Linked DNA regions of Mus musculus: regions 1, 2 and 3 are each linked to region 4. The links are chromatin contacts, called in public Hi-C maps. All regions are on one chromosome and are shown on one strand. The core of a region is the stretch at or near the end of the contact, and the rest is flanking DNA. Distances in the headings are between cores, read along the strand shown. Region 1 has its middle 28 kb from the start of Ube2e3. Region 2 has its middle 170 kb from the start of Gm39865. Region 3 overlaps Ube2e3 (ubiquitin-conjugating enzyme E2E 3). Region 4 holds the start of 4930440I19Rik (RIKEN cDNA 4930440I19 gene).

Region 1 (4,761 bases), core at 417-2,916, 790 kb before region 4:
AGTGGATGAGCCAAGTTGTTCTATGACCCAGTGTAGGGACAGTCTGAATTCTGAGACTGTAGCTCTATGGCAGCGGGGGTGGGGGGGGTGGGGGGGGCTCATATTCACTTTGGAAGTAGAGGCTTAGTCCAGCAAGGAACATTATGCTACACCTTAATGTTATTAAATTTAAATTTGACTGGCTTCTACATTTTTAAAAATATTTCATACTAGTGGCAGCCAGATGTATTTTGTTCTCCTCTTAAAATGCTCTATGCATTAACACATGTTTCACAAACAGTGACCTGGGACGCTCATTAAAATCTCCAATTCCTGCCGGGCGTGGTGACGCACTCCTTTAATCCCAGCACTCGGGAGGCAGAGGCAGGCAGATTTTTGAGTTCGAGGCCAGCCTGGTTTACAGAGTGAGTCTCATGACAGCCAGGGCTACACAGAGAAACCCTGTCTCAAAAAACAAAAAAACAAAAACCAAACCAAAACAAAACAAAATCTCCAATCACAGTATGTGACTTAGTAGGTCTCTAGTGGGATGAGGGAATCTATCATTTTCTGCTTCAGATGATTCGAACGTAACTCATCTGCTGGGAACAAATGGGAATCCTTCATGGGCTCAACTGTCCTGTGAAGATCTGTCTCTTGTCTTTCCCAGATTCGTATCTTACAGCCAAACCCCAGTCATTCCCTTACAACTTAATAAATGACCTCAAGTGCCCGTGAAGTTTCGAACTCCTTTTCTTTTCTGTGCTTTGACATATATTTACCTTCTATGTGAAGTACTTCCATCAAGCTTTCTTATATTTGGCTAAATCCTACTTATCCTTTTAAAGGTTTTAAGGAGAACTTTCTCTCATCCTCCCGAGCCTCCCTATGATACTAATAGGACCAGGGTCAACGGCTATTTCTGTCACTTATTGCTGTCTATCAAAATGGTTATTCGCTTGTCTGACCTGTTAGACTTAAGTTTGGGAGGGCAAGATTAACTCCAGTTGACTGGATACCCGATTCCCTACTGTAATGCCTGGCCATAATACAGAATCAGCAGATGCTTTCTGGATGGATTAATGAGAAATCGAATGAACTGCATAAGATATTCCAAACACATGAAATTCTTGGCACTTTATGATATGTGTATCTAGGCCTGATGTCATGGCTAGTTCACCTACTAAGTACTTTTTAATGATATACTTAGTTTCCATTATTAGGAATTTCACCAAGATTTGAAAAAATAAATTTATACATGTCACAGAAACATAATGGGTGTGGTAGTTTACTAAAATTGATTATGGAAATCTCCACCAAACCCAAACAAACAAACAAACAAACAAAAAACAACCACCATCACCACCACAAGCCAATTGTATAATGGCTTTATCCTTAGAAGATCAAATTCAATCCAGTTAGCAATCTCATTCCTAGCTCCCAAAGTAAAATTAGACTAAATTTAGTACGGAAAGAAAAGCAGTGAACATAATGTTATAAAACTTGTTTATCACGTTGTAACAAATTAGCTCAAAACTTGGTGGTTAAAGCTAAAAATACTTATCACCTCACACAGTTTCTGTGGCGTAGGAATCTGGAAGTGACGTGGCTGGATCTCTAGCTGGAAGCCACACAGAAAGGTCTGTCTAGATGCCAAGCAGAGCTGCAGTCTCATTTGGGGAAGTCTCAGAAGATCTGCCTCCATCAACACTCACATGACTTTTTACAAAGGACCTCCTCACAGAGAGGTTGCTGGTGTTCCCAAAGCAACTCAAGCAAGGAAGAACAAGAGACTGACCAAGAGTGCCCAAGACAGAACAATTGGCTTTTTTTGTATGATGCTATTGGAGCAAAGCAATATCACTTTTGTTCTAAGATATTTCTTAAAAATGATACGTTAAGACCAGTGTACAATCAAGGGGAAGTGACTGGTAGTTAAGGTGTGGACAGAAAGGGTAGGGCTAGTCAGAGAACTTCTTACATCTTTCAAAAATATTTTCCGTTTGTCAGATATAGCCACAGAACAAAGTACCAGATTAAGGCTCGGCTCTGAATGTGGCAGTATTTCAATACTGTTGGAAGCAAAGTAAATAAGCTATTGTCTTCATCTTCTTCTATCAAACTTCACAGTAGGGCTTGACTTGTTATTGGAAAGGAACATATCTATTATTTGATGCATGGTTTTTAAATAATTTTCTTTTATTTTGAGATAGTGGAAACATGATATTACAGCCTACTAGAAGATGAGTAAATCACACTGGCCATTACTTTGAAGGGATTGATGGTCATTCTTGAGAGTGGAGGCTCTTCTATACCTCAATCCATTTTCCTAATGATGCTTGCTTGCTGTTTCTTCTTTTTCTTCCTCTTCTTTTCCTTCTTCTTCTTTTCTTCCTCCTTCTTTTTTCTACTTTTCCTCCTCCTCCTCTTTCTCCTCCCTCCTCTTCTTCTACTCATCTTCCTTTTCTTCCTCCTCTTCCTTTTTTAACTGAGGTGCTAAGACCTCACTCAGTATAAACGGCCTTGGCACTGAGCTATATCTCTAGACCCCTTTTTACTTATTTGTTAGTTTAGTATAGTTTTTTGTTGTTGTTGTGGGATTTTTTTTGTTGTTTTTTTTTTTTTCTGTTTGTTTGTTTGTTTCAAGACAGGGTTTTTCTGTATAGCCCTGGCTGTCCTGGAACTCACTTTGTAGACCAGGCTGGCCATTAACTTAGAAATCCACCTTCCTCTGCCTCCCAAGTGCTGGGATTAAAGGCATTCACTACCACTGCCTGGCTAGATTTTTTTAAAAGATAAGATCTCTTGCAATCCAGACTGGCCTTGAAATCATGATTGTCTTGCATCAGTCTAAGGCCTATGCCATGAGGCCTAGCCAAGAGGACTTACAAAGCAAAGACATTTTGCATGTTGGACCCTTCCACACTGAGTTATTCCCTCTCTGCACTCCATGTTATAACACATAATCAGAAGCTCAATTAGTAGAAACCGGAGTACTAATGGTTGGACTCCAACCATAGCAAGTATGGTGAAATTTTTCCTTATAAAATATTCAACTTCAAGTATTTCATGAGTTACAAAACTTTCTCAGATACTTGAATTGTTTATATTTTAATTTGAGAAGTATTTGAAATGTATATATATCTCAGACCTAGGTTTTCAAATTCTATGAAATAAGCCTTTAGCACCATTGGATAGAGATGCTACGTGGTTATGACAGTTAGAGATGATAATTGAAGGTAAGTGGTCTGTTTCAGGCTTCCTTCTAAGCTTCTCCATTTCTTAGCCATGTGATAAAATCCATGTTCATCTGACCTTCTCTATATGTGTGTGTATACAAATTTCTTATTTTAAGGACATGGTCATCTGTATTAGCAGTCTGTCCTCTGCCAGTGTAGCTATAACAACTGTTTCCAAAAATGGTCACATTCTGAGATCAGTATATATTATGAACAATATAAATTGGGGGGGGGCATGTAATTCAGTCCATTCCAAAGCCCAAAGAGTCTCCTTGACTTCATAGGATTCTGGGAAATACCATGAGATCAGTTTTCGATTTCGTTGCTATTTCTTTTAGTCAGGAAGCCCATGTGCATCCACAGATCTTTCAGAAAAATAAAATCCTGTTGGATCAGGTAAGAGTTTTGGGAAAGCCTGCCCTAGAGCTTCAAAAGCCAATTTCAGATTAGCTAAGGGTCTAAATCCAATACTTGCCTATAAGAGGTGCTTGGTCAGACCACTCTGTCTTGCTGGCTCAGGAGAAAACCATTATCCTTCTCTGCCTTGCCTCCAAACTGGCTTTGCCTCAGTGTCTGAAGCGCTCCAGTTTTTTCCACCTTCAGTTTATTTAAACACATTGCTCTTTATGCCTAGGTTTCCGTGCCCCAACTCCATCTGCTGTTATAAGCTAATACCACAGATGCTGAGCTCCAGGTAAACATACTTTACAAAATCTTTGCTTGAGCTTTCCAGATTAGATCTAGCTCTCAGGGTATTTTCTATCACAGATCTTAGTCCTGAAACTGTGAACATCGTGGTAACTGTCATTACACGATGAACCATACAATCTGTCATTTTTTCTCTGTCTGCCTTGTTAAACTCCTAACTCCATGAAGAGGGGACACCATCTTTCTAATACCATGGTCATAATATAACATGTCATGCAGACAAATGGATGCTTTGTATATCTGAAATAGAGGAGACAATAAAAAAAGCCACAGACGGGTAGGAGTAGGTATGAAAACATAATCCCAGAGGACAGACTAAAGGAACTTGAGGGCGTGATAACCTAGTACAGAGATCTAGAAGCATTGCTCAAAAGATGGGCCAAGAGTCTCAAGTGTGAGGAAAGATGTTACCACCTCCAGTAGAAATGAAGAATGGGTGGAGTTAGGATTTGGGGCACTTCTAATATGATGTAGATGCTGACACACTGGATTGAAAACTGCTTCCAATGAGTTGAAGAAAGGAAGAACAACAGTCCTTTGCTGTATGGGTACATTTCACATTGGTTTTAGAGACTTCCAGTAGTTGCTATTGGGGAAAGGCATGTTTCACTTAATGGACTAAATTAATATAGAGCAGGTGCTCTATATTCAGACATTCATCATATATGTTTATTTTTATAATGCTTACATATAACATAGGTATTTGGATAGAAACATAAAGAAGACAGCAAATGAGGTATGCATAAATGAGAAATTACTGTGCCTTTGATAGAGTCATGTAATGCTCCTGGGTGACTATTTGTTTTACCTTGTCTTTGTTTGTTTAATCTGTTTC
Region 2 (5,359 bases), core at 1,344-3,843, 530 kb before region 4:
AAGAAAAATGAATAATGAAATTATTTTTTTATATAATGTTTTCTCTCTTTCTACTAACCTCATTAGCAGTGAGTTTCTTGATCTATTTCCAGTGTCTGATATACATTTAAACATTTTATAAGAAAGTAAATAAAATTAGAAATATGAACTTTTTATTTGTTATAATGATGAATGAGTACGAAGATGTCTCTTCAGTGACAACTATATGTCATCAATATAATATAAATGTGAAATGTCTGCTAGCTTTCATAGTGATGAGTAATGTTTTAAACAGCCATTTTCTTAAGTAATTTTTTAAAATGTGTACTTCATTTATGTGTTGGGAAAACACACCATTCATTTGATTAACATAAATCAAGTTGTCACAAACTGCTATCTGAACCTACACCATGCTGCTTTTGATGTGCGTTAAGTAGTAAATCAATTTCATTGGAAGGCTTGGGTTTCCTCATTCCATTGAGAATACACTCACTCTTTCCAGAGGTGCAATAATCCTTTTACATGTCTGGAGTTGCTTCAATACATTTTTCCTATTTACAAATTGCCACACCACTAGATAATCCAAAACAAAAGGCAAAAGTATTTACAGGTGTGCAAAAGTCACATCTCTGTGGTATTATGGCTGTTGTGAAGCTTTGAGTCAAACTTAGCCCTGTCACACACCTTTGGTTCACTCTTGACAACAGTGTGTTAGCATCTGTTGGCTATCATCATATAGTCCGATATGTTCCTGGAGAGTTTTTAGAGCAAAAGATAATACAAAAAGCCTAGTGAGATACTTAACAAAAGAATATGATTCTTCATTGGACAGATGAAAGTCATTGCTTGTCACAAACATCACCTGTATGTGCATCCACTAAATTATCCATCCACTAGGGTGTTTCCATTTTATAGAAAATTTATCAGCAGTCTACAGAAAGCAAGACTAGTCCAGCCTCACATTTAAATCTATTGGCATCCAGGTGCTGTGAAGTGTAGCTTTAAGTCCATTGCAAGAAGAGCATTGTAGTGTTTTTAAAACGTTTTCAGGAAGAAGATACATTTAGGATATGAAAAGGCTTTTCTTTGAGCAGCATGAATACCTGAGGGAAGCTCTCTTTCTTAAACTGAAACAGTTTACCCAATCCCTTTTGACATAAGATGATTGCTTCTATTTTACAGAAAGTACACACACATATGATCTGCATATATAAAACAGCCTATGATCTCTAATATGTGTTCAGACACAAAATAAGTTAACTCATTTTAACTGGTTTGTAGGATGATGTTTTAGTCCACACAGTTTTAGAAGCAACCCCCAGTGCTGCAGGCTGCATCTGTAGCAACTGTGGATTGAATGGTCCTTTGAAAGCACTTCCATAAATATTTCTGGGAAGGAATAATCTGCTCCCATTACATTTACAAATGCTATCTTAATAGCAGAGCAAACAAATAGTTCAGACATCACATCAAGGCACACGGGAACAGTAAGGGGCACTCTGGTGAGTATACCTCATTACCAAGAATTGCATCACTGATTTTCTCTGAGGGAGACATATTTCTTGACAACCTGTCAACAGGAGACATGTGAGTGTTCAGTGAACAAAGACTAACATTAACATTATGTATGTTAAAAAATTGAATCTCCCAGCCTCTGACAAAATAAAAATATCTTCTTATGGCAAATAAAATACTGAAAAAAAATAGTTAAGAGAGGAGCACGGTGAAAATTAAAAAAACAAAATTACTGTGTCTGACTAAAATTGTTATTATTTGTAGGAAATGTGGAAGTCATTTTAAAAAAACACTGTAAATTTATTTTTGATAAGTAAGTGGATGAAGTTTGTATTATCCTCTTAATAATTTCATTTATCAGCTGTTTGTTTCTGCAAAATTATCCCAGAATTTATGTTTTCTATTAATTACTATTTTTGTTTGTGAAATGAGAGATAATAAAAATATCTCCTAGATGATGGTAATTTGAATTATACATTTGCATGAATGGTTAACAATAGTGATCCTGGATATATATATATATATTTATCTTCACTACTTGCTTAAAATTAGCTATAGAGTGATTGAGAATTACACACACACACACATATTTAATATATAATTTCCTTCCAATCTTTGAAAGGAAGACTCTTAAACAAATGGGAAAATAACCAATTATTTTCATGCAGCTCCAAAAGAATGTGGCAAAAATGGCAGATAACAGATTCTCTTCATAAATTCATTTATTCACTTTACATTCTGATCACAGCCCCCCCTCCTCCACTCCTCCATTACAAGTCCCACCCTTACAAGTCCCTCTCTCGTTACCCCCAGATAACAGATTGTTATGACCAGGCATCTCATGCTATGTAATTCCCAGAACAAGGCAATCACAGCCCCACATCCCACCGCCTGCAACCTTGAGCTTTTCGTCTCTCCATCACTATCTGCCAGTGAGAATGCCACTCAGGACTCTTTTATCTGTCTCGCTGGGATGCAAATACTTCTGCTCTGCAGAAAGAAATAACGTTTTTGTTATAAAAACCAAATATGGGCTTCAACGCTCACAGGAAACAGCCAATCGTGGGTGACTGATAACACGTGCGAGTCATGGTTTGCTCAGCTCTCAGCTCTACTTCCTGCCTGTGAAGTTCCTGATATGTGTCATCTTTTAGAAAAACACAGTGCAAGTTAAAGAGGTTCCTTATTCTGGGACAGCATGACTACTAACTTCACTACTTGCTAAGAAAAAAAAAAAAAAAAAAAGCTATGCTTAAAAAAGCTGGCCATAGAATGTTTGAGAAAGTTGTTTTAAATAAAAGTATTATGTTTTTAAAATAGAAATTGATGCATAGAAACACTCTATAAGTTTTCCAATTACCTTACTCAGCAGGATGAGGAAGCAAAGGTTAGATTCTCACTCTATCCAGCCTCTTCCAGAGACTGGGAAAATGGCTCAGCTCTGTGAACTGTCTTGATCTAGCCATGGAGATAGTGGTCTCTCCTTGCTTTTTGTGCCTTCTTCCTTTCTCTCTCCCTACCTTCTTCCTTCTCTTCTTCATTTTTTGTCTTTTTTGTTTGTTTTAGAAGAAAGAATTTCAGTATATACTGATCAGCGCTTAGCTTTACATGACATTCTCCTGACTCTGTTGCCCAATTTAAGAAATTACAGTTGCAAGACTTGTTTTTAACATGCCTTGTCATTCATGTTCTCAATCTGTGCAAATATATGAAACCTATTAGATAGTCCTAGAGTGCAAAAGCACCCCCTGTATTGTAAAAGTATCATTTTGAGAACGTGCTCTGGTGTAAATTAAAGTTATATAGAATTTTCGTAGAAATTGCTAGTAAGTGAGAGAATTACGATTAATATCACCCATTAGGCTTAACAGAGGACAATAACAAGAATTTTAAAAGTCTCAAACCAAGTAACAGAAACAAGAGGAACAGAACAGCAATGAGGTGCCACCTCCTCAAGACTCTAATGGCTGAGACTCCCACCAGCAACTGCCGATTGTCTTGATTATTGGACTTCCATTCAACATTTACTAGGTAGCATCATTAATGAATGGTGTTTGGGGAGAAAAGAAAAGAAAAAAAGACCCAAAGAACACCTCCCCCAGGAGACCCAAATGTCATAGACCTAGTTACTGCTCTGCAATGCTAACACAGTTATCTTTGTAAGTACAGTGAATAGGTCTTTACTGTATGGACAATGTCCTAGGAGATAAGGAATAATAAGATTCCAGGCAGACATACTTCTCTTTCTTCCCCTAAGGAGCATTCAGACTACCTAATCAAGAGCTTGTGCCTCAGAGCCAGAGTGAGGTTTGTGCAGCAGAACCGAGTCCGGCCAACAGTGATTTAGAGTACTCCTGTGACCAATTTATATTCTCACTCAGTTGAGAGAAAGCCCACCCTAAGGACTTTAAATGACCCCACTGGAAAATCATTTTCTCTGCAGTCTATTTCTCTCCCTTAAAGTTAGTGAGAAACAAGCTGCTGAAATCTGTTATAATTCCATCTGCATGCCCCCTCCACAGATCAGGTGTGTGGACTCACTCCTATTACTGCCCAGGGGCTCGGGGAGACCATTAGTGGCTTATTGTTGGGCAGTCATACTGTAACAAGGAATACTTTCCTTGCTTATTAGTTCCAGATTTGAAACATCAAGTAAGATACCTATGGGCATTGTGTCTAATGATTAGAAACATAGAAACATTAATCCTTTTCATAACACATACATATACAACACACACACAAAGGTTAACAATGGGGAGATTATCTGTTGCATATCAACACCATATGCTGTGTCATTTCCCAAGGATGAGTGACTACTGACAAAAATGTAGAAACTCTATGATACCTGTAATGGTCAATGATTTATGAGTAATGTGTTTTCAAGAATGATGGCCATAGACAAGCCTGACACTGAGCACAGGGACCCCAATGGAGGAGTTAGGGAAAGGACTGATGGAGCTGAAGGGGCCTTATCTGGCATCAATGGAAGGGGAGGCCCTTGGTCTTATGAAGGCTTGATGCCCCAATGTAGAGGAATGCTAGGGCCATGAGGCAGGAGTGGGTAGGTGGGTGGGGGAGCACCCTCATGGAAGTAGGACGGGTGGAATAGGGGCTTTGCAGAGAGGAAACTGGGAAAGGGGATAACATTTGAAATGTAAATAAATAAAATTAAAAGAAAATGAAAAAGAATTTGTCAAAATCAATACACCCAACAGAGTCTATATTATATAGTTATACTGTCCAGACTTTTAACTGCTAAAACATGAGCTGAATAAATTTTATTTATCCATAGGAAAAAAAAAGAGAATTAAATCCAACCATTTGAACTCTACAATTTAAAGTTTGGTTTTGATTTAAATTTATCATATTTAATAAGAAGAAAAGGAACAATGGATTAAAATGATAAGAATTCTGATCATTACTTTTAGTTGTAAAATGTGTCAATGTTCCTAAATAGGGAAATAATAACAGAGGCACAGTAACTGAGCTGAGCTCAGGGGAGATGCTAAAAAAATTATTTTTTTATATTTTCTAAGTTTATTCTATATAAATAATGCTTCATTCTGTGATACAATTCCATTTGAAATAATAAATAAAAGTTAATAATGAAAAAAAAGAAAAGGGAGAGAGATGTATGGATGAAAAACAGAAAGGAGGAAAATTTCATAGACACCATGATTACTCTCTGGACATTTCTCAGAGCAGAAATCTTCAGTCATTACAAGAGAACCAAAACTTTTCCTACAAGCCTCTCCCCTGGTAACATAAAGTTTGTAATTAGGATGTAATAGTTATTTGACTTTTTTCCTTTAAAGGGCTTTAAGATGATAAGTTTTAGCAGACCTATGATATAGCTGAATTCTAT
Region 3 (4,920 bases), core at 2,290-4,789, 840 kb before region 4:
TTTTCAGGTCTAGTCTAGTAAACGGGGCAAGTATTCAGGTTTACTGAAGCCACGGTGCACACGCTTTTGCCATCACAGAAATAAACAAATCTTTAAAAGTTGTACAGAGAACTAAACATGGTATTTAATGAATGGGACCCTGGGGAATTTTTTTAAAAAAAAATCGTGGTAACAAGATGAAAATAAAAATAACACACACAAACATAGCAAGCAGTGATATTTGCAGCAATATATATGCATGATAAGAGAAAGGAGTGGGGAACAGTAAGGAGCAACCTGAAGATACAATTCAGGCAACAAAAGCAAGAACAAACTAAATCCAAAATTAATTCAAGGAGAGATAACAAGTTCAAAGATAAAGTAAATGAAATAGAACACTAAAAAAAGATGAAACAAAAAGTGTCTTTTCAAAAAATAAATACAATTGGAAAAATATTTTGACAAGACTAAGCAAGAAAAGAGAAAACCCAAATAAAATCAAAGAGGAAATATGATATACTGCAAAAAACACCACAGAAATGGGAAGATAACTTATAGGCTACTATTAACAATTAAATGCTGACACAAGAAATGTATGTAACCATAAAACACATATCATATGTAATAAACAAATTTGAAGCATAAAGATATGGAAAACCAGTCCAAACCCTAAATACCCAGGAATATTTAATTTGGTTTAATTTGTATATAATTATGTCCTATGCCTTCATATATACCTGGGCGCACACAGGCTGGCTTGCTCACACACAAACACACACACACACACACACACACACACACACATGCTCTGTCTCGAGCTCCCTTGCTTGCCCTCCCTCCCTCCCTCCCTCCCTCTCCTTTCATGTGTGTCTGTGTCTGAAATAATACACTGTTGATCTGAATTTAATTTTAATTAGAATCTCATTTATCTTGCCACCTTGGACTCAGAAGTAGCCTTCATGAAATTTAAGAAAGACAAAATCAGGCCAAATCCCTAAGAAGAGACTGTATCCTAGATGTAAAAGTGTAGCCATGTTAATATAAGTCAACTTTATGCCATTGAATTGAATAAGAGAGTCTTAGAAAAACTTTTCATACAAGAATGTTTAATTCTAGCTTTTATTGTCTCTGTGACTGCTGTAGCAGCCTCCAACAACAGTCCTAAGCCACCCACTGGTGTTTAGGTCAGGACTCTTGGTTTATTTGTAATCATATACTCGCGTGTGTGTGTGTGTGTGTGTGTGTGTGTGTGTGTGTGTGTAAAATCTTAACCTCATCCTGGTCTACAGCTATTTATGACTTCCACCTGAAGTTAACTAATTCTAGGAGTAAATCTGTTTTGGTGTTGTCATTTGAAAAATAAAACCAATTAACTCAAACTGTTATAAGCATTTTTATTACTTCATTAACTAAAACAAATAACTTCAAATTCACAAAAACATATTAAGATATTGAGACCTGATACCCAAATTATTAAAAGTATAAAAGTAGATCTTTGCATTAAATGGAATAAAGATGTATAATTCCATAGCCATAAAGAATTCATCCACAGTTCTGACAATAGCTATAAGTCAGAGATTCATACCTAAATGTCTTTATGGTATGAGAAACACAATATAAATTAATTAAGACAATATAAGAGGGAAAGCTGAGATGAAATGCATGTTTGTGACTCTCAAAGTCACAGATGCTGATTCTGCTATGCTATTTCTTTCATTAAACTTACACAAGCCATTGCAAATGCATGTCCCTTTCTAACAGCCACCTTGACCTCAGGGACAAGCAACAGCTGCAGCACAAACCACATTCATATGTCAGCTTCGCTGCTCTCATCCCACAGCAAACGAATGCCTGATAGGTTGAATATATTAACAAAACACATAAAGGTTATACACTACATAAACCAACTTAAGAGAAACGACATAATCATTCTCAATGTTGAAACAGCACTGAACAAAGTTTAAGAACACACTGTTTCATAACACAAGTACTGGTGACACTAGGAACTGATAAGACATAAATCACAATGATAAAGACTATATACAGCAAACCGACAGCCAACATCACACTAAACAAGCAAACTGAGAAGACTGCTTCTTTGTCCTCTCTTATTCAGTATACTGTGCTCTACATCTGAGCTGGAAAGACAAAAGGTTTTAAAAATAGGAAAGTCAAACTATTCTCACATGCAGATGTGATCTTATCCTTAAAAGACTGCAGAATCTATTAAAGAAAGACTTTATAGGATCTACTAAAAAAATTTTTTTTAAAGTAGTTAAAAGATACAAACATTAAAGATAGCAATGACCCCTCAGAATAAAAAGTGTTTCATGCACATTAACTCAAAAAGAAAAGAACCTGAAAATATACCTAGCCAAAGCAAGAGAACCTGAAAATATACCTAGCCAAAGCAAGAGAACCTGAAAATATACCTAGCCAAAGCAAGAGCCCTCTACAATGAAAACCTCAAGACACTGAAAAAGAAAAATCAAAGATGACACTAGATGACAAAAAACGTTTCATTCTCCTGAACTAGCAGAATTAATATTGTGAAATTAGCTTTACTACAAAATGTAATCTATAGACTGAGTGATACAACCTAAATTCTGAAGTCATACTTGATGGGTCTAGAAAACTCAATTCAAGAATGTATATGGAACCACAAGGTAAACAAAACAACACAGCCACCATCATCCACAGCGATCCTGAGGAGTAGGAATCCAGCTGGAAGTAACATGATATTTGACCTCAAATTATACTACAATAAGCTATGGTAATAAAGATATCCTGGTATTGGCATAAAATCAAACAGATTGTTGGGAGCAAAATAAGAGGGTTTGGCAATAAACAGACAAAGCTATGGTCACTTAATCTTTGACTAAAGTAACAAAAACTACATTGCAAAAAAACCCAGCCTATTCAATAACTGTTTCCGACAAAACTGGATATCCAGGTTCAGGGGAATAAAAGAGATCCATATCTTTCACCTTATACAAAAATGAAGGAGAATTATATCTCAGACCTGAATTAAAACCCTGAAACTACCAGCGAAAAACACAGGGATTTTTGGAGTCAAGCAAGAACTTTCCAAGCAGAAGTACAAGGGCACAGGAATGAGCAAAGAGACATCGAACAGGACTCCATAAAATTAAACTTCTAAACAGGAAGGCAAAGAGTTACCAGGTTGGATGCACCCTAGCAGGCCAGAGTGGAGAAAATCTTTTATCAGCTATATTTCAAACAGAGATTACCCAAAATTTAAAAGTAACTCCAAAATTAAAATCACCAAGAAAACAAAACAGAAAATCAACAATAAACAATTCTTTAAAAAAAAAAGTAACTAGTGTTAAAAATATTCAGCATTTGAGTCATCAGTCAAACATATTTTAAAACTACTTTTGAGACAACACCTCACCCCAAAAAGAATGCCCATCATCAAGAAATCTGACAACAAATGTTGGGAGCATGTAAGGGAAAAGCAACCCTTAGCTCACTACTTATGGGAGTATAATTAGCATAGTCACTATGGCAATCAGCTGGAAGGTTCCTTAAAACTCAGAAATGAAACCATTGTACAAAACAGCCATTCCGCTCTTAGACAAGTGCCTGCAAGGCTCCATCCCTATCACCAAGGCATCTGCACACCATGCTGTCCCTGCCCTAGTTACAACAGTAAAGAATGGACCAGCCTGAATGTCCATTAGCAAATAACAAGATAATGAAAACGTGGTACAGACTCAAAATAAAATATAACTCATCTGGAAAAGAAAAGGAAATCATAAAATTTTCAGGAAAAAGAACAGTGTTGGAAAGTATACTTAAGAGAATGGATCCAAGCTAAGAATGAAAATACATGTGCATCTATCTTCTCTCTTATACATGTAGCCCTAGTCTATAATGCATACATGCATATATGAAATATGAAAGCAGGCATAAGTGTGAATATAATCTAAAAGTTGGAAAAAAGACCAAGGGAAGATACTGAGGAAAGATGGCCATAGGCAAGAGCATCCTCTTGAAAGAGGATGTACAACTTTTGTTTTATTTTTCATTCCAAAAGTTCTTTTTTTGTATATGCAAAATACATACTTTCTCAAGTAGCAAAAAAACCTTTTTTTTTTTTTGTTTAAATTTCAAATGAATCCAGCATGTTATCCCTTTGAGGTGGTGATGATGAATGCTTGGCTGCTTTTTTACCTTCTCTGACTATTAAGAAAAAAGGAATTAAACATAACCTATCATGGAACACATCTGTCACACTGACCCTCTTAGAAAAAAATGACTGAAAAAAACTGTTTTGGTGGAATAGGTACTGTCATCTGAAATCTTTTTCTTCTGTTCAAAACGTATCAAGTCATTCTGTTATAGCATTACTTAATACATAAACTGCATTGCTCTGTGTAAAGTATGCTTTTGAAAAATTAAAACAGATGCTGAAGAGATGGCTCAGCAGTTAAGTGAACCTGCTTCTCTTCCAGAAGACCTGGGTTCAATTCCCAGAACCTACATGGCAGCTCACAACCATCTGTAATTCCAGTACCAGGGGATCTGATGCCCTCTTCTGTCCTCCAAAGACACTAGGCACACACATGGTACACAGACATATACGTAGGTGTTTCACCTACACACATAAACTAAAATAATAACATGACTTCTCTAGGGAGGAGCTGGACTGGAGAAAGAGCACATGGCAGGTGACCCATGGATGTACTCAGTGTAAAGAAAGAGAAGACAGGCCACAGCACAGAGCCAGATGAATACAAAAACATTTCCTAAAATAAAAATATTTAAAGACTGCTAATGAGTAATTGGCTGCACCAAGCCCTATACACACTGTGCTTTTCCATGTACACATTACGGTGATACAATTTAGCTAACAAAGGTAATCAACAAATAAATAATCATCAACAACAATAAATCAATTTATTATTTAATAAATAA
Region 4 (4,727 bases), core at 1,959-4,458:
AGTTCTAGTAAAACCCAGCCTCCCTTTCCTCCCTGACCTACCTCCTGAGTGATGCCAAGGCATTGTTGCCTTATGATTTCTGTTCCCTTCACCCAGGCTCTCTTCTCCCTTTCCTTGTCAGGGCTTTGGGCAATTTTACTTTCTAAATGAAGTCTAGTCTACCTTCTCTGTTTATAATGGGAACTGAAGGGAATCATATTCTATAAACTCCAGACATGACACACTGGCATGAAACGTCTTTTGAACCAAAGGCAATTGAGAAACAGGAAGTGCAGAAAATACTACCCCTCCCGCCCTTTCCCTTTCTGCCTGAAAGCCAGACACACACTTCCCTTGTAACAGTCCCGCCTTGATGCTTCCCATACCAGAAAAGGACTCTTAGAATTACACACAACCAACCTGACCCTACATAACAAACACTACTAAACACCCAACTTCTCCCATATACTTACCTCCTACAATTGACTTGCCCCAAAACCTCTGAAGTATCCATCTTTGTGTGTGAGCCACTTCTCTACAACTGTCCTTTCTTAAAGGACAGAGCCTTCCTCACCCATCACATCCTATTCTCCTATTCTATTTTCTATACAACATCTCTGATGATCCCATATACTATGTAAATATATAGCATTATTATATATTTGTATGCATCTAGATACACAGAAATGATAGATAGATAGATAGATAGATAGATAGATAGATAGATAGATAGATAGATAGATAGATATAGTTAATAGGTTTAAAGTTGGCTTCCCTTTATTATAAGGAAAGTCAATGAAAATAGAGATATTTTAGATACTAGTTTACTTTTTGAGAATTCCATCCATGCACATGACACCTTCTTAATCATGGTGACTCCAGCCCTTCCCCTAACTCATACCAGATCCATTTCCATCCACTGATCCATTCTTGACTTCATGTCACCTTTTTTATATAACCCACTAAGTCCAATTTGTGCTGTCCGTTCTCTCATTAGTGTGGGGCTACCCACTGACCTAGGGAACAAACCCTTAAAGAAAACTGACTCTTCATAGCTCCTTGACTAGGGATGGGGGTGTTCCAGAGCCTCTCCATCCGCTATGCTGCCATGTGATACAGGCCTTGTGCAGGCCTTGTGCACAGCTGCTACAAGTTCATGAGCATCTCAGTCCTGACAAAACAGCATGTCCAGAAGACATCATTTGCTCTGGTCCTCTCTGACTTCTGGTACTTATACTGTTTGTACCTTTCCCTTCTGCAATGGCCCTGAGCCTTAGGGAAAGGCAAAACTTAGATGTGTCATTTGTGGCTGAGCACTCTGCAGACACAGATTCCCTGCATTCAGTTATGAGTTTCTGTTTTAACTACTGCCCACCAGACAAAGAAAATTCTCTGATGATGTTCCAGAGCTATCCTAATCTATGAATATGGAGATACAAATTTAGAGACAAGTTTGCCACTATAGGACAAGGATTGTTGACTCTTGTTGTTCTCTGATGTCGTACAGGTTCGTTTTGTGGCAACTTGACACAAGCTAGAGTCATCAGAGAGGAGGGAGCCTCAATTGAGAAATGCCTTCATAGTATCTGGCTGTAGACAAGTCTACGGAGCATTTTCTGATTTAGTGATTTCTGGGGAAGGGACAAGCCCACTATGGGTGGTGCCATCCCTGGGCTGGTGATCCTGGGCTGGTTCTATGAGAAAGCAGGCTGTGTATATAAAAGAGTAAAAGTACAGAGTTTCTCGTGTAGTCCTGGTTGTCCTGAAACTCTGTCTGGGGGTTTGGGGGGAGAGAAAGGAAGGGAGGGAGGGAGGAAGGGAGGAAGGGAGGAAGGAAAAGAAGAAAGAACAGAAAAATAAGGAAAAAGAAAAGAAAAAAGCAAGAAGAAAAGTTTATTGCTTATAATCACAAAATGACTTTAGTAGTAAGATGTATTCTAATTTGACAGATTTTTGAAGAAATGTCTATCAGAATTCACTACTCACTTTTTAATATTTAGAAGTTATAATTGTAGGAACAAAATATTCCCTTTTTGCCAAGGAAAAGAAACAACAGTGGTATGATACCTTTTTTGAATAAGCCACTGCTGTGCGTGGATATTCTTGTAACTACGCAGATTATCAACTATTCTGAGTGGAAAAGAAGTGGGGAATGTACAGGGATATATAATTCTGGCTAGTATGAGCAATGTAGTTAGTCATGACCCAGAAGGGGAAATCCGCCCTAGAAGGAGGAGAAAGAACATTTTAGACAATAAGCTTTTGAAGGACATACTAAGCTTTGGAAACTGTTACCTTGGAATAATGAAAGTCCTCTTAAACTCATAGGGTCATTGATTTTTCTCAAATTAATTTTATTAGAAATCTGAATTCTCACAAAGTCTGATGAAAATATTTACCAACATCATCCTTTATCTTCAGGGTTTCGTGCTGTGCTCTAATGGTAACCAGAAAATGGGATTCTGAGAACCGTTTTGACAAATAGCAGCTACATCACAAAGCATGAGTAAGCCACATTTCAAATGGAGGAGGGTTTAATGGCCTAATAACCAAGACGTGAGAGAAAGCAGCTAACAGGAAGACAGAAGTCACTCTTACGGTCGCAAGAACACAAACCAACATCTTCCAAAGCGAGAACTGTAAACGCTGAGAAGTCACGAAGTCATTCCATTCTATGAGGAACGGTGTCATGCACCCTTTGATTTAGTAACGAAGCTATGAAAAAGGTAGAACTGCTAACCGCATGTATCTGCAGTAGCTCCTTTTCTGTAATGGAGGATCCATTTTGAAAAGAGAGTGTTGGTAGATGTGAGATTTAAAAAACATTATTCATCCCTTTGTCACAGCAGGATGACTAAGCCTGCTGCCACCAAGAGTTGTCTCAGTATTCCCTGATGAAGGCTCTTTAATAGGATGAACTGAACACCACTACTTAGCTATTTTCACAAACCAACAAGAGAGCATAGGAGAGCCTCTGAGAAGCAAGGTTTTGCTTTGTATTGATTGAATATGTTTATGTTTGCAGACAGAAACGTACTGCTGCAGTGCCATAGGTGGAGAGACTCACCAATTAAGTGGCGAATTGACTCCAATACGGATCGGACGCCTCCGTTTCCCAGTCACGGGTGCTTGACAACACTCAGGATCTGTGCGTGCTCTTTTGAACCTAAACTAAATCCAAACAGAAATCCCAAAAGCTTGCACCTTCCTTAATACAGCTGGTTTGAGTGACATGAGGTCGCTCAACTTTGTCATAAACCCCCGCTGCCTTGGCCACGCCCACAGAAAAGAAGCCTCTGGAATCTAGGAAGTCGCGTGAGACAACGTGAGACACCATAGCCACTCCGTAGCTTTTGCTGTTCTCTATGACGTACCATTTAAAGGGGGGGGGGGGGGAGTCGGCAAGAATTTTGTAGGATAGGAGCATAAACTCAACAAATGAACCAAGTTAAACTGTCCATGGTTGGGCCCTAGCCAACTGTAATGTCAAACTGAAGGAGAAAGGCCCTTTGGCTCCCAATCCTTACTACACATTTCTTTCCTCCATCCTCTTTCTTTGGGCTTTCCAGCGCAAGCCTCTCAGTTTCCTTGGCTAATCTGCACTTATAGGGAAACTTGGTATGCTTTATGATGCAAGGGTTTAACAAGTTGCTTCTTACAGTAATATTTACATTTCAAGAAGTGATACTTGGACGAGCCTTGAGAGAGGACCAGAAGCTGGAGTTCCTGCGGGGTTGAACCCCGTCCGTGGGTGTCGAGAATTCAGCCTAGCATCATGTGTCCTTTCACACAACGGTTCAGCATATTTCATGTTTTATATGTTACAACTATGTTTCCTTCCAGGCTGCCTTTTTCTGTGGGAACATATATGGTTTTCTAGAACAAATATTTTTTAAAATTCGCATTCTAGGTTTCAAAACCTGGTTTAGTACAAAAAAAAAAAAAAAAAAAAAAAAATCTTTCCTTACAGAAAAATTTCAAACTCTGCTGAAAGACTTCAGGGTTGTCCAGGCAAACGTTTTCACTCTGCCTGATCAATATGAACAACTCCCCTCGCATCAGCACTAAGCTAAATGTTTTGCTGTCGTAGTAGCCTTTAAACTAGGGCATATAGCTGAAGGACCCCTGAGAGCATACAGCCAAAGGTATGGTCTTTGTACTTTAGAACAGAATAGTGTGGTTTCAGTCAGAATATCCCTCCAGGAAGTAGAAATATCTTCAATTTTGGGTTTGTGTTCTTAGCTTCAAGGGGAAAAAAAGGGGAAATAAAAGAAAAAGGGAGGAAGGAAGAAGTAGTTGGGGGAAGGGTGTGGGCACTTTCCATCATATGACAAACCCTGCCCATTGTTAATAACAGAACTGACCATGACAACATATTCTATCAAATTTATACTACGATATGAGACAGCAACCAGTTTCTCATTGAGGCCACATTGTCAGTGCATTTAACTCCAATGCATGTGGGTAAAATGGTCTCCAGAGCTTCCTGCCACTGGAATCACCTGGGAAGATTTAATCTCACCGATGCCCAGGGACTGCCTCTGTAGCCTCTGGGCATCAGAAGATGTCAACATTACTCCATGTGATTCCTGTGTGTGGGTACATTGCTCATCAAAGGACAGAAGACAGACATATTCCAGATACCTGTTTGAACTGGTTGACTGAGCCAGCTTCATTGGGTATTTAACCAATGTTCGCCTTTGTAGCTTCCCTACATCCCACATTCTGTGAAACGGAGGCAGAAGTGG

Evidence for each region. Hi-C and Micro-C count contacts between places; a contact is called where the count stands out from the background.
Region 1: a contact with region 4 is called in a Hi-C map of bone marrow-derived macrophages, with 10 read pairs. The contact joins the enhancer-like site here to the promoter of 4930440I19Rik in region 4. A contact is called at or near these places in 2 of 484 Hi-C or Micro-C datasets (the P5424 cell line and bone marrow-derived macrophages) and 4 of 115 datasets of contacts at active chromatin or transcription factors (bone marrow-derived macrophages, craniofacial prominence, embryonic basal ganglia and 1 more).
Region 2: a contact with region 4 is called in a Hi-C map of bone marrow-derived macrophages, with 2.3 times the contacts expected there. The contact joins the enhancer-like site here to the promoter of 4930440I19Rik in region 4. A contact is called at or near these places in 5 of 484 Hi-C or Micro-C datasets (bone marrow-derived macrophages, cortical neurons, embryonic stem cells and 1 more).
Region 3: a contact with region 4 is called in a Hi-C map of bone marrow-derived macrophages, with 12 read pairs. The contact joins the enhancer-like site here to the promoter of 4930440I19Rik in region 4. A contact is called at or near these places in 19 of 39 promoter capture datasets (the 3T3-L1 cell line, 3T3-L1-derived adipocytes, the C10 cell line and 13 more), 2 of 15 datasets of contacts at CTCF or cohesin (pro-B cells and stem cell-derived epiblast-like cells), 35 of 484 Hi-C or Micro-C datasets (the AML12 cell line, the Ba/F3 cell line, the G1E-ER4 cell line and 22 more) and 26 of 115 datasets of contacts at active chromatin or transcription factors (the 230-238 cell line, DN3 thymocytes, the NIH/3T3 cell line and 18 more).

What each region holds. Positions count from the first base shown.
Region 1 is chr2:78,838,881-78,843,641 of GRCm38.p6, reverse strand. No RefSeq gene overlaps it. Among named protein-coding and RNA genes, the nearest start is that of Ube2e3, 28 kb to the left of the region's middle. Within about 2 kb of position 1,666, at least 34 of the 459 cell types and tissues checked have an H3K27ac peak or open chromatin away from gene starts, as enhancers often do. A contact at or near this core is called in bone marrow-derived macrophages, where this site is marked.
Region 2 is chr2:78,577,490-78,582,848 of GRCm38.p6, reverse strand. No RefSeq gene overlaps it. Among named protein-coding and RNA genes, the nearest start is that of Gm39865, 170 kb to the left of the region's middle. Within about 2 kb of position 2,593, at least 27 of the 459 cell types and tissues checked have an H3K27ac peak or open chromatin away from gene starts, as enhancers often do. A contact at or near this core is called in bone marrow-derived macrophages, where this site is marked.
Region 3 is chr2:78,885,235-78,890,154 of GRCm38.p6, reverse strand. All of the region lies in intron 3 of Ube2e3 (ubiquitin-conjugating enzyme E2E 3), which reads right to left. Gm51431 (a long non-coding RNA gene) reads right to left here. Exons shown (of 2, transcript XR_003953862.1): 1 at 2,369-4,920; 2 at 1-2,337. Among named protein-coding and RNA genes, the nearest start is that of Gm51431, 14 kb to the right of the region's middle. Within about 2 kb of position 3,539, at least 1 of the 459 cell types and tissues checked has an H3K27ac peak or open chromatin away from gene starts, as enhancers often do. A contact at or near this core is called in bone marrow-derived macrophages, where this site is marked.
Region 4 is chr2:78,049,658-78,054,384 of GRCm38.p6, reverse strand. It overlaps 4930440I19Rik (RIKEN cDNA 4930440I19 gene), which reads right to left and starts at 3,208. Exons shown (of 7, transcript NR_108098.1): 1 at 3,047-3,208. It overlaps Gm52519 (a long non-coding RNA gene), which reads left to right and starts at 2,401. Exons shown (of 3, transcript XR_003953861.1): 1 at 2,401-2,705; 2 at 3,005-3,304.